2 separate regions of the Pan troglodytes genome follow, and region 2 is linked to region 1. Evidence: chromatin contacts called from public Hi-C data. All regions are on one chromosome and are shown on one strand. The core of a region is the stretch at or near the end of the contact, and the rest is flanking DNA. Distances in the headings are between cores, read along the strand shown.

The links. A called contact is a pair of places that touch in the nucleus more often than the background predicts.
Region 2: a contact with region 1 is called in a Hi-C map of stem cell-derived neural progenitor cells, with 5 times the contacts expected there. The contact joins the promoter of NEK8 here to the enhancer-like site in region 1. A contact is called at or near these places in 1 of 7 Hi-C or Micro-C datasets (stem cell-derived neural progenitor cells) and 1 of 1 datasets of contacts at active chromatin or transcription factors (stem cell-derived excitatory neurons).

Annotation. Positions count from the first base shown.
Region 1 is chr19:38,466,592-38,472,416 of NHGRI_mPanTro3-v2.0_pri, reverse strand. It overlaps MYO18A (myosin XVIIIA), which reads right to left. Exons shown (of 48, transcript XM_063798795.1): 19 at 5,646-5,825; 20 at 4,750-4,836; 21 at 2,463-2,604; 22 at 2,165-2,324; 23 at 1,142-1,328; 24 at 564-807. Among named protein-coding and RNA genes, the nearest start is that of PIPOX, 69 kb to the left of the region's middle. Within about 2 kb of position 2,741, at least 4 of the 24 cell types and tissues checked have an H3K27ac peak or open chromatin away from gene starts, as enhancers often do. A contact at or near this core is called in stem cell-derived neural progenitor cells, where this site is marked.
Region 2 is chr19:38,853,973-38,860,093 of NHGRI_mPanTro3-v2.0_pri, reverse strand. It overlaps NEK8 (NIMA related kinase 8), which reads left to right and starts at 3,716. Exons shown (of 15, transcript XM_016932161.4): 1 at 3,716-3,876. The coding sequence starts at 3,758. TLCD1 (TLC domain containing 1) reads right to left here and starts at 2,607. Exons shown (of 4, transcript XM_003315562.5): 1 at 2,381-2,607; 2 at 1,111-1,193; 3 at 941-1,023; 4 at 1-530. The coding sequence starts at 2,433. The coding sequence ends at 147.

The DNA.
Region 1 (5,825 bases), core at 1,492-3,991:
CCTCATCTGGAATGATAGCAGTGTGCTATCCCGGTCCCCAGCCACCGATAACAGCTTCTAAGGACTCTAAGTAACCACTAATACTATCATCCTGTCTGTCGCCTCCTTTAGATGGATCCATAAAAAAGGGTCTGTCTGACCTTTCTTGGGAATTTTAAGTACTTCAGAAAGATTTAGCACCTCATTTCTCACTGGGCAGATGGCTCCGAAAGGGCACTGGGTTTGCTGCTGTGGGCAAAGCTGAACTGTCCAAACTAGGGACGTGGGAAGAAAGGGAGCTGTGGACAAATGACAAGGTGCAGGGTGGAGCTAGGAAGGGAGGGGGACAAAGAGAACTGAATATGGAGGGGAGAGGAGGAGGCAGGGACTCTGCAGGATGGAAGGAAATGGAGAAAGAAAGGGGCTGTGGGCTGGGAGAGATGAGGAGAGACCAGAGCAGAAAGGATCGTGAGGAAAGACAGGAGCAGCCCCACTGCAGCCCACGGGTCCCAGGTGGGAGGTGGGGCCGGGCAGGGCCAGCTCTGGAAAAGAGAGCCCAGAGTGGAGAGGAAAGGAGGCCCCACCTTGGCGGTACATGCGCATGGCATCGAGCAGGCGGGAGCCGCGGAGCTGGGTGCGGAGCAGGGGCACGTCGAGCTGCAGGAGCCCAGCCTCACAGTGGTCTCCCGAGGGCAGGTCCAGCTCACTGCTGCTGCTGACTCGGCGGGAGGAGGCGGAACGGGGCTCCCCAGCCCAGCCCTCAGCTACAGGCAGGAAGCAGTGCACAAAATGCAGCTTTGACTTCTTGATGGTGTCGATGAGGGCGTCCTGCCGAGGGGAAGGGACTGCCCTCAGTGGGCTCTGATGGCCTGTGCTCAGAAGAGCAGGGACTGGTGCCAGCGTCTCCACTGCTCACGGGGTAGCAGGGGCCCCAGCACCAGCCAGGACATGCTAAACCTGGACAACTCTGCCCTCGCCGGGCCTGGGTGGCCACTCACAGGTGGCAGCACTGAAAAGAAGACCCCCACCAGCAGCCATTGAGTCACAGTGGGACGCTGAGTGGGCACCAGATGGCCTCAGTGTGCTCGGAGTCCCCAGGCCTGCCTACCAGGGGTAAGGAAGGGTCCCCAGGCCTGCCTGCTGGGGCCCGGCTGGCACTCACCACCTGTAGCTTCATCTGGATGCACAGTGACTTCTTTTTGACAGCCGCCATGCCTGTGGTAAAGGTTTTCCGCATGCTGGTGGCCCGGCGCAGTGCCAGCTGCGAGCCGCCCTCCAGGCCCGCGATGGAGCCAGAGAGCACCGTGGCACTGCCTGCGCGGCCCAGAAACAGGTTGCTGATGATTTTTCTGCCAGAGGTGGGAGGATAAGGGAGGAAAAGCAGTCACATCGATGGAGTGGGAAAGGCCGCTCCTCCCCCAAGGCCCCAGAACACTAAACAGTCCCATTCAGCCACGTCCAGGGGCCTGGCTACCTGAACTGCATGCCCCACACCCTACAGAGAAACAAACTGTGGAGAAATTTTCAAACAGTAAGGAGAGAAAGCCAGAGGTGGGCAGAAGCCAAGGGGTGGACAGGAATCGGACAGAGGGGAGCAATCTACTCATCTACTTCCCCTAACCAGGGAGGGCAAAGGTGTGGAAGAGTTTCCAATGTGACAGGAGGGGTTAGGGTTCAACATCTTCTAACATACGATATAATTTATTTATTATGTTTATTGTTCATTATCTGTCTCTCCCATTAGAATGTAAATTCCACAAGGGCAGGGAGTTCAGTTTTGTTCACTATTATCTGCCAAGCACCTAGAAGCCCCCGTCGCAGGGTAGGTGCCCACTAACCATCTTCTGAAGAGTAGAACGGATGACAGGGCCCGTGGGGCTGGGGGTTCTAAGGCCGCTCAGGGCCTATGGGGCTGGGGGTTTCTAAGGCCACTCCTGCCTTCTTTGACTTGAGGGTGTTCTTCACATTTAAACCATAGGCTCTCCCACCATGTCTGCCTCCCACCTCTACTTCAAGAGGCCCCTCAAGCTCCTCAAGGCCAAGTGCCCTGGGCTGTTGCCTCTCAGGAATAAAGGCCATCTACTTTGCTAGTGAGGGGGCCTCTGAGACAACCCCAGGGGGAGGGAGCCCCAAAATCAAAACAGTCCTGGGTACAGGACAGGGGCAGAGGGAGTGGTGGTCTTACTTCTGGGAGTCCTGCAGGAGCCGGGGGGCATTCTGGGTGGCTGGGTTCTGCTTGGTGTAGTTCAGCCAGCCAGTCACATTGTACTCTACCCAGTTGGTGCCATGGCTGTGGCCCAGGAGAAAGTGGTGTGGTTTGCTGCTGTGCAGAAGGGGGCTTTGGCCTGACGGTGGGAGAAGCAAGATTTAGGTTGTCAGGGTACAGGCACAAAGTGACCCCCGCCCCCTCCCAGGGAGTGCCACCTGGACCCACCTGTATGTAAGAGGAAGCAGAGGAGCTACCCTCTAGGGATGCCACCTACCTTTTTTGTCACCTTCCTGGGGGCCATAATAGGAGAAAAGGCGCTCCAGGAGGGCGTCCTCACTGGCCCCTGGCACCAGAGCCTCCTCTTCCAATAGCCAGAGCAGGCCCCTCGCCTCGTCTGTGCGGGCCAGCGAGCGGACCTACAGAGAAGGAAGGAAATCCTTCCTTGTCATATGGAGCTGTGGGAAAGGGGCCAGGGTGGTGCCGGGCCCAAACACACCCTACAGAATGCTACACACGTGCACACATGCACACACGCACACGCCGCAGCTCCTGCCGCTCACTGCTGACACCTTGTGGAGGAAGCGGGCAGCCCGGGGAAAGGGGAGCCAAGAAAGTGAGCAGAGGGAAGCCCACAGCAAAAGAGGGTGCTTAGCACTCCAGTCCAAAGTCACCAAAGACTGCAGCCTTCCTGCTGGCCCGAGCCCGCGCCCCGAGGCACTCCTCCACCCTCGTCCCCTCGGAGGTCACCAGGGACTTGGATGAACCCCACATTGCTCTCACTCCCTGGCAGTGGGATAAAGTCTGGAAGGCCCTGAGCACAAGAGTTGGCCCTAAGGAAGCTGTCAGTAAGTGACAGCTGTGAGGTTAATCCTGGTCTCTGAAAGGAGAGAACCCAGAGGGGGCTCAGATGGCTGCCGGTGGGATCACTGCAGGGTCACTCAAGGGCCAAAAGAAGACAGGTGACTTAACGGACGTGGCAGCCAAAACGGGTAGAGGCTGGGGCAAGCTAGAGAGCAGGTATCCCTATCCAAAGGGAAAAACCACCACTGAGCTGCAGCCAACTGCTCTCCTGGAAGAACACTGGCCTAGCATTGATAAACCCTCTGGTTCTTCAAGAGAAGGTAGAAATATCTAATTCCAATTTCAAATATCCCATGAAGGCCAAACAAACTAGGCCTGTGGCCACATCTGGCCTGAAGGTGCCTTTTCTGTGGAGTTCCTGCATCTCTCTTGGGCAGGAAGGATGGAACCTTCCCCACACCCTATTCTGGCCTGGCCTTCAGGGGCTGAAGGAAAAAAGAAGTGAGAAAAGGGCCATTTTTCCTCTCTTTGACCCCAGCTGCCTGCATCTCCTCCCGGCAGATGCCCAAGGGAGTTGGCGTGATTACCAGAAGGAAGCAGAATGTGGCCAAAGGCCAAGGCAACTCTAGTGGCAGGAACCGAGTAGTAGGAACGAGCAATGAAGCAATGAGATGGGAAGACAGGCTTGGCACCGAGGGCCCCTTCCCCAGGGGTGCAGCCGCCCCATGCCAAGGTCCATTAGTCAGGAGAGACCACAGAAGAGAAAGGAGAGCCAAGCTCTTCCCACATGCTGTCTGACTCCTGCTGCTCATGCTGACATCCCCCCTCTCCCGGGAACCTCAGAACGGTTCTGAGTGAGGCCACCATAGGAGCCCAGGTGTCAGGAAAAGAAAATTCACTTCCCTGGGGAGATGCGGTGCTTGGGCACTTTAAACATCTGTCCCCGGGGGGATACTCACTCTTTCGCAGCCCCACCACTTGTGCAAGCCAAGCAGGGCCTCATGGCAGAGAAGAGGGAGGGAGAGGTAGGAATCAAAGCAGAGCAGGGAGGTCGGCAGCCTCGCAAAAATGCCAGTTCTCCAATAAAGCACCTTATGCAATTTCCCTAATGGCGGACAATCGCCAAATGCCAAGAGTTTGCTAGGCCAGCCAGTCCCCCACCGAGTGCCAAGGTGCCCAGGACACTAGCACAAAGGGTGACAAAGCCTGCCCCCAAAGTTGAGGGGCGAGGGTTCATATCCATGACAGTCCCCCAGAGGGCATTTGACAGCTTAGCACTGTTTCCCCTGGGAGCGGGAGGCTGGCTCCTGGCCCTGTTCTGTTAGGTTGCACCAGTCCTCTACTTGGGGACAATGGGAGGGAATGACTATGTCCTTGGGGTCTAGGCCCTCACCAGCTGGGACTGGTCACCAGGGCTCCTAGCAGACATACTGGAGGCTCAGCCAGTCACCAGCTGGGGCCCGAGCCTCAGCTGCTGAGAAAGGAGATATGCTTTCCTGCCTGACTGGGACCCCCGTGGGCTGTGGCTCCCCAGGGCACCAGGGCAGAAGAAAGTGCCACCTTCCTGGCCAGACTGCCTGAGTGCTGAGGGGCAGAGCCCCAGCACCACAGAGTAGCTGGTGTCTGGGCATAGCTGCTGGACCCTCCCTCAGCCCACAGTGGCACCCCCAGCAGCAGCTCAGATGGGGAGGGCTCCACCACGGGGAGAGGGGTGGGGAACGAGAGGAAAGGCTTGCCCAAACCCTCTCTGGAGCTCCTACCAGGGACTGATGGGAGGCCTGGTCCACAGCAGCCACAGAGTCATCCGTGGGGGGCTCCAAGTCGTCAAACGCCAGCTCGATGTTCTCCTGGGAAAGAAGGCCGAGCGGTACTGAGCATGGGGGTCACATTGGGGGGAACAGCCTTGTGAGCAGGCTGGGAAGGGGCTCTGAGATCAGCAAAGCCAACCTCCTTCTGTGCCGTGCAGGAGCTCCCTCCATCATCCCAAATGAAACAGCTCCCAAGGAAACACACTGTATTTTTTGCACAGCTAAAATTCTCAGAACCTCTTTTTATCCGAAGCCAGAGTCACATTCTCATTACTCACATGAGTTGATTAGGCAACACAGAACAAGCCCACTCTCAATTTCACACAATCATCCTTGAAACACTTGAAGACAACTGCCATTTTCCTTCTGAATCCTCTCTCGCCCCAAATAAATATCCTGACAATTCACTCAACTCACTTCCAGATGAGGCAGGATTTCCAGTTCTCGTCCCATCCGGGACACCCTTTTACAGAAGGCACTAAGTCATCACCTGGCACCCTCACAGATCAGGGAAGGGAGACGGGAAGGCCAGGCCCAGACACACTTGGAGCAGGAACCACACAGTGGCAATCACCAGGCCTGGGAGGTGCCTCAAAAGAGGCCAAGGGTAGACTCCTGGGGGCCTTCAATGCACCTGTAGGCTTCCTGGAGAGTAAACTCTCCACCAAGTAAGAACGTAGCCAAAGCCAGAGGCCACGGACAAGGGGGCAAGGAACGACTCCTGCTCCAGAGAGCGCAGGAGGACAGAAATGGAGAGTAAGGTGATGCCTTCTGCATCCACAGATGCCCTCGCTGGGGGTGCCAAGGCCAGAATCTGAGGCTAGATGAGGCCCAGGCCCCAGAGCTACCTCCTTGTATCTTTCCAACTCCTGCACGAAGGTGCGCTCGTGGAAGAGCCTCTGCAGCCGGTCCTGGGTGTAGTTGTGGCACAGCTCCTCAAAGGAGGCTCCGCGGGCTGACCCACCCTGCTCAGGGTTCTGGAAGCCCGGGGTGTCGACAATCATCATGGAGCAGAGTGAGTGCTGGCT
Region 2 (6,121 bases), core at 2,467-4,966, 390 kb before region 1:
CATTAGTGTTTTCAATAGTGTGGGCGCAGGCTCAGAAGGTGGAGAGGCTGGCCTCAGAGGACACCCAGGCTTGGGGCTAAGTCCCAGTGTCCATGTGAAGCTGTTTCTGGCCTTGTCCGTTTTTGTTGTCCCAGGCTCTGTGCCTCTCACTCAGTCAAGAACTTGTCTTTGTGTTGCTTCTTGGGGACATGCTCAGGGCAGAAGTCAGAGCGGAGGAGGCGGGAAAAGTAGATTATGATCATCACGTCCAGCATGAGCAGGATACCCAGCAGGAAGGTGCCCAGGGTCCTCTGGTTCACATAACGCAAGAAGAAATGGGTGAGGTAGGCCTGAGGGGCCAGGCGGAAGAGAAAGTACATGACCAGGTTCACATACTTGTTAACCCGGTAGAGGAGATGATCCTGGGCATTACTGATTTTCATCATCATGCGAATGGTGAGGAAGATGTTGCTGACTTCCACCAGTAGTGTTAAGACACCCCCACCGACAAAGCTGCTCCAAAAGATGCCGGAGAAGAAGGCACCCATGGCCTAGAGGGAAGAAAGAATAGGAGTTAGGGAACCCAGATGCAGACGCTTTCCTGGAAGTTTGGGGGGTGTGGGTATCAGATTGAGGGCTGGAAAATCCCAAATTTCCCCCTGGAATAATAGTTTATAGTGGATAAGATGCTTTGTTTTGTTAGTTCAACATTACTAGATTTTGATTCCTGCTCACAGCTGGCTGTGGGTGATGTTCAGTCTAAAGAGGCAGTGAAACCATGGGTTGCTGGCCTCAGTGAACAAGTACAGACTGCCAACCTCCAGCATCCTAGCATAAGAAGTAGCACACAGGTCGGGGGCGGGTGGTAAGAAAACACGGCCTTCTCCCAGATTCAGAAAGACGGAGCTGAGACTAGATTACTGACACCAGGCCTATACCACATAGTCTGCTTCTCTCTTACCATGACGTGATGGACAAGGTATTCCCAAGAGGCTCGCGTCTGTCCGCTAGTCACGATGTCCACCGTATCGTGGATGAAATACCCTAGTGGAGGGATGGGGCAAGAGATCATGAACTGAGCTTCCTTCTCCCTGTCCCCAATTTGCCTCCCGCTTCCTGGGCAAGACCTACCCGCAGAGAAGCAAACGAGCAAATAGCCAGAAAGTGACCACGCCGTCTCAATCTCCACTAACATGTCAGGAGTCTGCCATACACTGGAAAGGAGGGAAGAGGAGGCTCTGCATTTCGGCACCCTCAAGGACCATCAACTTCTCGGTTACCCTTCGCAGCCCCGGGGGAGCCTGGGCTCGCGCTAGTGGCTGACTGGGAAGCTAAGAGTGGCTGGGCAAAACCCAAGAGCCTCCAGTTTCCCAGGGGCGATCCCCCTCCCCTGGGGCCACTGCGGCTTTTGGTTGGATAGGATACCAAACGGGATCAGGTGAGACTGCGTGGCCTCAGCCCGCCGGTGAGCGATGGGGGTAGTAACACAAGAGCCGGCCCCGGCTCCCCGCTCAGGATCCCCTGGCCACCTCATTTCCACAGTCGCTCACTCACCACAGCAGTGCCCAGATCCCCGACACAATGGAGTGAGCGAAGGAGACGAGCAGGTTGTGCCAGCGCCAGGTGCGCAGGGGGTCGGCGCGCACGTGCACGGGTAGGGGCAGGCGACAGAGCGCGCGCCGGAGCGCCCGGAAGGTCAGCGTGGCGCCCAGGAGCAGCGGCAGGGCGGGGTGCAGCAGTCGGGGCATGCTGGCCCTCCCTGCCGTCCGCCCTCGAGGCCGCCTCCTAGGTCTGTTCTGGGAACCGGGGTCCCTCTCGGGCCAGTCTAGGCCGGCCGCCAGCCCCACACAGTTGGCGAAGCCCTCTAGGCCCCTTGGCTCCTCCTCGCCCTCCCTGCGAGGCCTCTGCCCCCGCCCCCAGCCGCCCGCGCCCCCGCCCCGCCCGCCTGCCTCCGCCCCCGCCCCGCCCCGCCCGCCTGCCCCCGCCCCTCAGGCGCTGCTGCCGCGCGAGCCGGGTGTCCCCGTGGCCTCTCGGCCACCGGCCGGCTCCCGCGGACTTCGGGTAACTAGGAGCTGTGCTGAGGGCGTCGTCGCCGAGACACCCCTCGCTGGCGCCTCCCGACTGCCGACGGAGTCCCCGCTGCCCTCGCTCGCCTGGCCTCATTAACCCGCGTCCCTACTTTTCCCCGGGCCACCGGCTACCCCGCCCTGGGCGGGTACCGCGAGAGCTCTCTCCGCCCTCTACTTTCTGCGCAGAGCTGGACGGGACCCGACACGCCCACGCCCCCTAAGTCCTGGTCCTGGGGTGGGCTCGGGAGCCCCGCGTCCGACAGTGGTCTCCGTGCAGACCCAGTGCCCCTACCGCACCACTCGCAGTCTTCTGGCCGGAGTCCCGTGTTTACCTGTCCCTCCCGCGCCCGCGAGGTGGGCACTTGGGAACTGCTGAGTAACCCATCGCCACCTCTTCCCGCCGGCTCTTAAACTCCTGGGGCCGGGCGACTGTCACAGTCCTCCCTCAGACAGTCCCGGCCCTCGGCCCGGCTCCCCGGAGGCTGGGCAAGCAAGACCTCCGATTTGCCGGGACAGCTGGAGTGACCCGCGCTCTCCAAGCCGGTAGCTTGCAGCAGTTGCGGCTCCTAGTCACTAGGTGTCAGCCTGCCCTCACTGTGGCGCGGGCTCCCCCTCCCGCCTCCGAGCGAGGCAGCTGCTTTCGGGGAGAGTTTAGGTATAAACTCTGGGCGAAAGGAGGAGCAGCTGAGAGCCAGCGAGGGAAGTTAAGCGGAGATGAGAGCGGGGAGGGAGAAGAGGGTGGTAATAGAGGAGGGGCGGGAAGAAGCGGGGGAGGGGAAAGGTGCTGCGGGCGGGAGGAAGAAGCCGAAAACCTGAGGCGCAAGGACCCAGGGACCAAGCCGTTTGAGTGTTTTCCTTCCCTATGGCTCCAAGGTTACACATTAACCCCTGTGGGACTCTTAAGTCAACCAAAGCCCAGTCGGTTTCTAGGTGAGAACACGGGTGTCCTGGGTGAGCGGCTTTCCCGCCCCTCCCCTTGGCTCACAGAGCTGCTCTGTCCGCCGGCCGACACCGGCCAGAGCCAGCGCCCTTCCAGCAGTCATTCCACGTGGGTGGGTTTGGATACCCTTGCGAGAGCCAGGACAGGGGCAGAAGATAAAACGCCCCTTTCCTCACACCCCTTGCCCACTCTGATACAGGGACGCTAACCTTCAGGTTAGTGACCATCCTCCTCCTGAATACTGAGGTTTTCTTTTTTTTTTTTTTTTTGAGATGGAGGCTCACTCTATCGCCCAGGCTGGAGTGCAATGGCACGATCTCGGCTCACTGCAACCTCCGCCTCCCAGATTCAAGCGATTCTCCTGCCTCAGCCTCCCGAGTAGCTGGGATTACAAGCGCGCGCCACCATGCCCAACTAATTTTTGTATTTTTAGTAGAGACGAGGTTTTACCATGTTGGCCAGGTTGGTCTCAAACTCCTGACCTCAGGTGATCCGCCCGCCTCGGCCTCCCCAAAGTGCTGGAATTACAGGCGTGAGCCACCGCGCCTGGCCGAATACTGAGTTTTTCTAGAGCTCCCGCAGAGCAGGAGCCCGGGAGAACCTGGAATTAACCTCACTTCCGGTAAAGAGCCTAGCTGGTCACACTAACCAGCCCCCTGCCTCTAGGCTTTTGCCTTGAGCTCATTTCGGCGAAACCGCGGTCTTTCCTTCTCCCCTTGATGCTTTCAGGTACTGACCCACTACCGCCCCCATCTTCCCCCATGGGAAGATGAGCACTGAGGGCAGATTACCCTCCTGCAGCGCGTGTGTGAAAGGGGAGTTGAGAGTGCTGACGAGCGCGGCGCTCACTAGTCGGGACGGCCCGAGACCGTGTCATGTCCTCTTCAGGTGAATCAACTTGCACGACTTGGTATTTCCCCCGTCCCTCCCCAGGCAAACACGAAACCAACCCTGCTGCCTTCTCCCAGGAGCGCTGGTCTCGGTCGTTTTGGGTGTATTTATCGTTTGCGTGCCAAGGAGAACCCGCTTTCTCCTGAAATAGCGTCACTCGTGGGCAAGAAGGGGGTCAATCCTCTCTTCCCACCCCTTCCCGGCCTGTGGGGTTTAACTCTCGGGAACGCGACATCCTTTTAGTCTAGCAAGCTTTACAAGGGCTGGGTATATGTGTGGGAGGGGCGGGTACCGTGCCCGCCATTGCGGGCGCGCCCTATTTTCTTGCCCTATTCTTGGACACTGCGTGGGGCAGGGTCGTGAGGGGAAAAGTGACGGCGTGTCGCAGCGGGAGGTGTGTGGTGCAGGCCCACAAATACGGACGCGTGGCGGAACCCACACCTAGGGCGCTGGCTCCGCCCCGCAAGCCGCTCGCCGTGAAGGGGCGGGGCCCAGAGTGGGTGGGTCCGCGCACGCGCCGCGTGGGGGACGGAAGTGAAACTCTAAGAAATGAGATGGAGAAGTACGAGCGGATCCGAGTGGTGGGGAGAGGTGCCTTCGGGTGAGCCAGGGCTCTGGGGGAGGAAACTGCTAGGGGATAGGGAAAATAAGCCCCAATTCCGCCCGCGAAGTCGCCGCCCGCCTAATCCCGCCCCAAGGCGTGAGCGCCACTCTGGGAAGCCCCGCCCAAGCTTCCGGTCCCAGTCCTGCGGGGAGACTCCGCCTCTACGGAGGCCACGCCCCTGACAGGCCCATTGCTCCGCCCACTGAGTTATGTTAGCTTCTTTATTCATTCGTTCAACAAATACTGAGTGCCAGCTATGTATGTCAGGCTTTGGCCGCTGGGTATATAGTTAGAACCGGAACGGGCGTGGTCTTTTCCCTCTTGGAACTTACTGACTGTGGGAAAGTTATACAATAAACAAAACATTATGAAGTAAGAAGTTATAGCAGTTATGAAGTGTTATTAGCAGGTTGTGAGGATAGAGTACATTACCAGTGAGAATACTTATATGAGATGGTCAAGGAAGAATTCTCTGAGAAGGGAGATTGCTTGCTTGCTTGATTGATTTTTAAGACAGAGTCTCCCTCTGTCACCCCGGCTGGAGTTCAGTGGCACGATCTTGGCACACTGCAACCACCACCTCCTGGGTTCAAGCAATCGTTGTGCCTCAGCCTCCCGAGTAGCTAGGATTACAGGCGTGCGCCACCACGCCCGGCTAAATTTTTTGGATTTTTTTTTTTTTTTTTTTTTGAGGCAGTCTCACTCTGTCGCAGTGGCGCGATCTCGAGTGCAGTGGCACTATCTCAGCTCACTGCAACCTCTGCCTCCCTGGTTCAAGCGCTTCTCCTGCCTCAGCCTCCCGAGTAGCTGGGACTACAGGCACGCGCCACCATGCCCAGCTAATATTTTTTGTGTTTTTAGTACAGATGGGGTTTCGCCATGTTGGCCAGGCTGGTCTCAAATTCCTGACCTCAGGTGATCCGCCCGCGCCGGCCTCCCTAAGTGCTGGAATTACAGGCGTGAGCCACCGCGACAGGCCAGAAGTGAGATTTAAGGCCAAGACTTGAGGAATGAGGACCAGTAGTCTGCAGGTGAAGGGAGAACTTTTCAGGCAAAGGAAATAGCGTATGTGAAATGTCTCACATGGGAAAACAGAGCATTCAAGAAACCGAGAAAGACTAGTAATAGTTGGAATGTAGTGGGCAAGGTAGAGAATGGTATAAAATGTAATTGTCGAGGGCGGGGACTAGATTATGGCCTGATAACCTGAGATAAAAGGTTCATTTGCCACAAACGGTTTTGTTTTGTTTTTGTTTTTGTTTTTGAGACGGAGTCTTGCACTGTCGCTCAGGCTGGAGTGTAGTGGCAATCTCAGTTCACTGCAATCTCCGCCTCCCGGGTTCACGCAATTCTCCTGCCTCAGCATCCTGAGTAGCTGGGACTACAGGCACACGCCACAACAACCGGCTAATTTTTTTTTTTTTTTTTTTTTTTTTTTTTTTTGAGACAGAGTCTCCTCTGTTGCCCAGGCTGGAGTGCAATGGCACCATCTTGGCTTACTGCAAGCCCCGCCTCCCGGGTTCAAGCAATTCTCCTGCCTCAGCCTTACAGGCGTGTGCCACCATGCCTGGCTAATTTTTTGTATTTTTAGTAGAGACAGGGTTTCACCATGTTGGCCAGCCTGGTCTCGAACTCCTG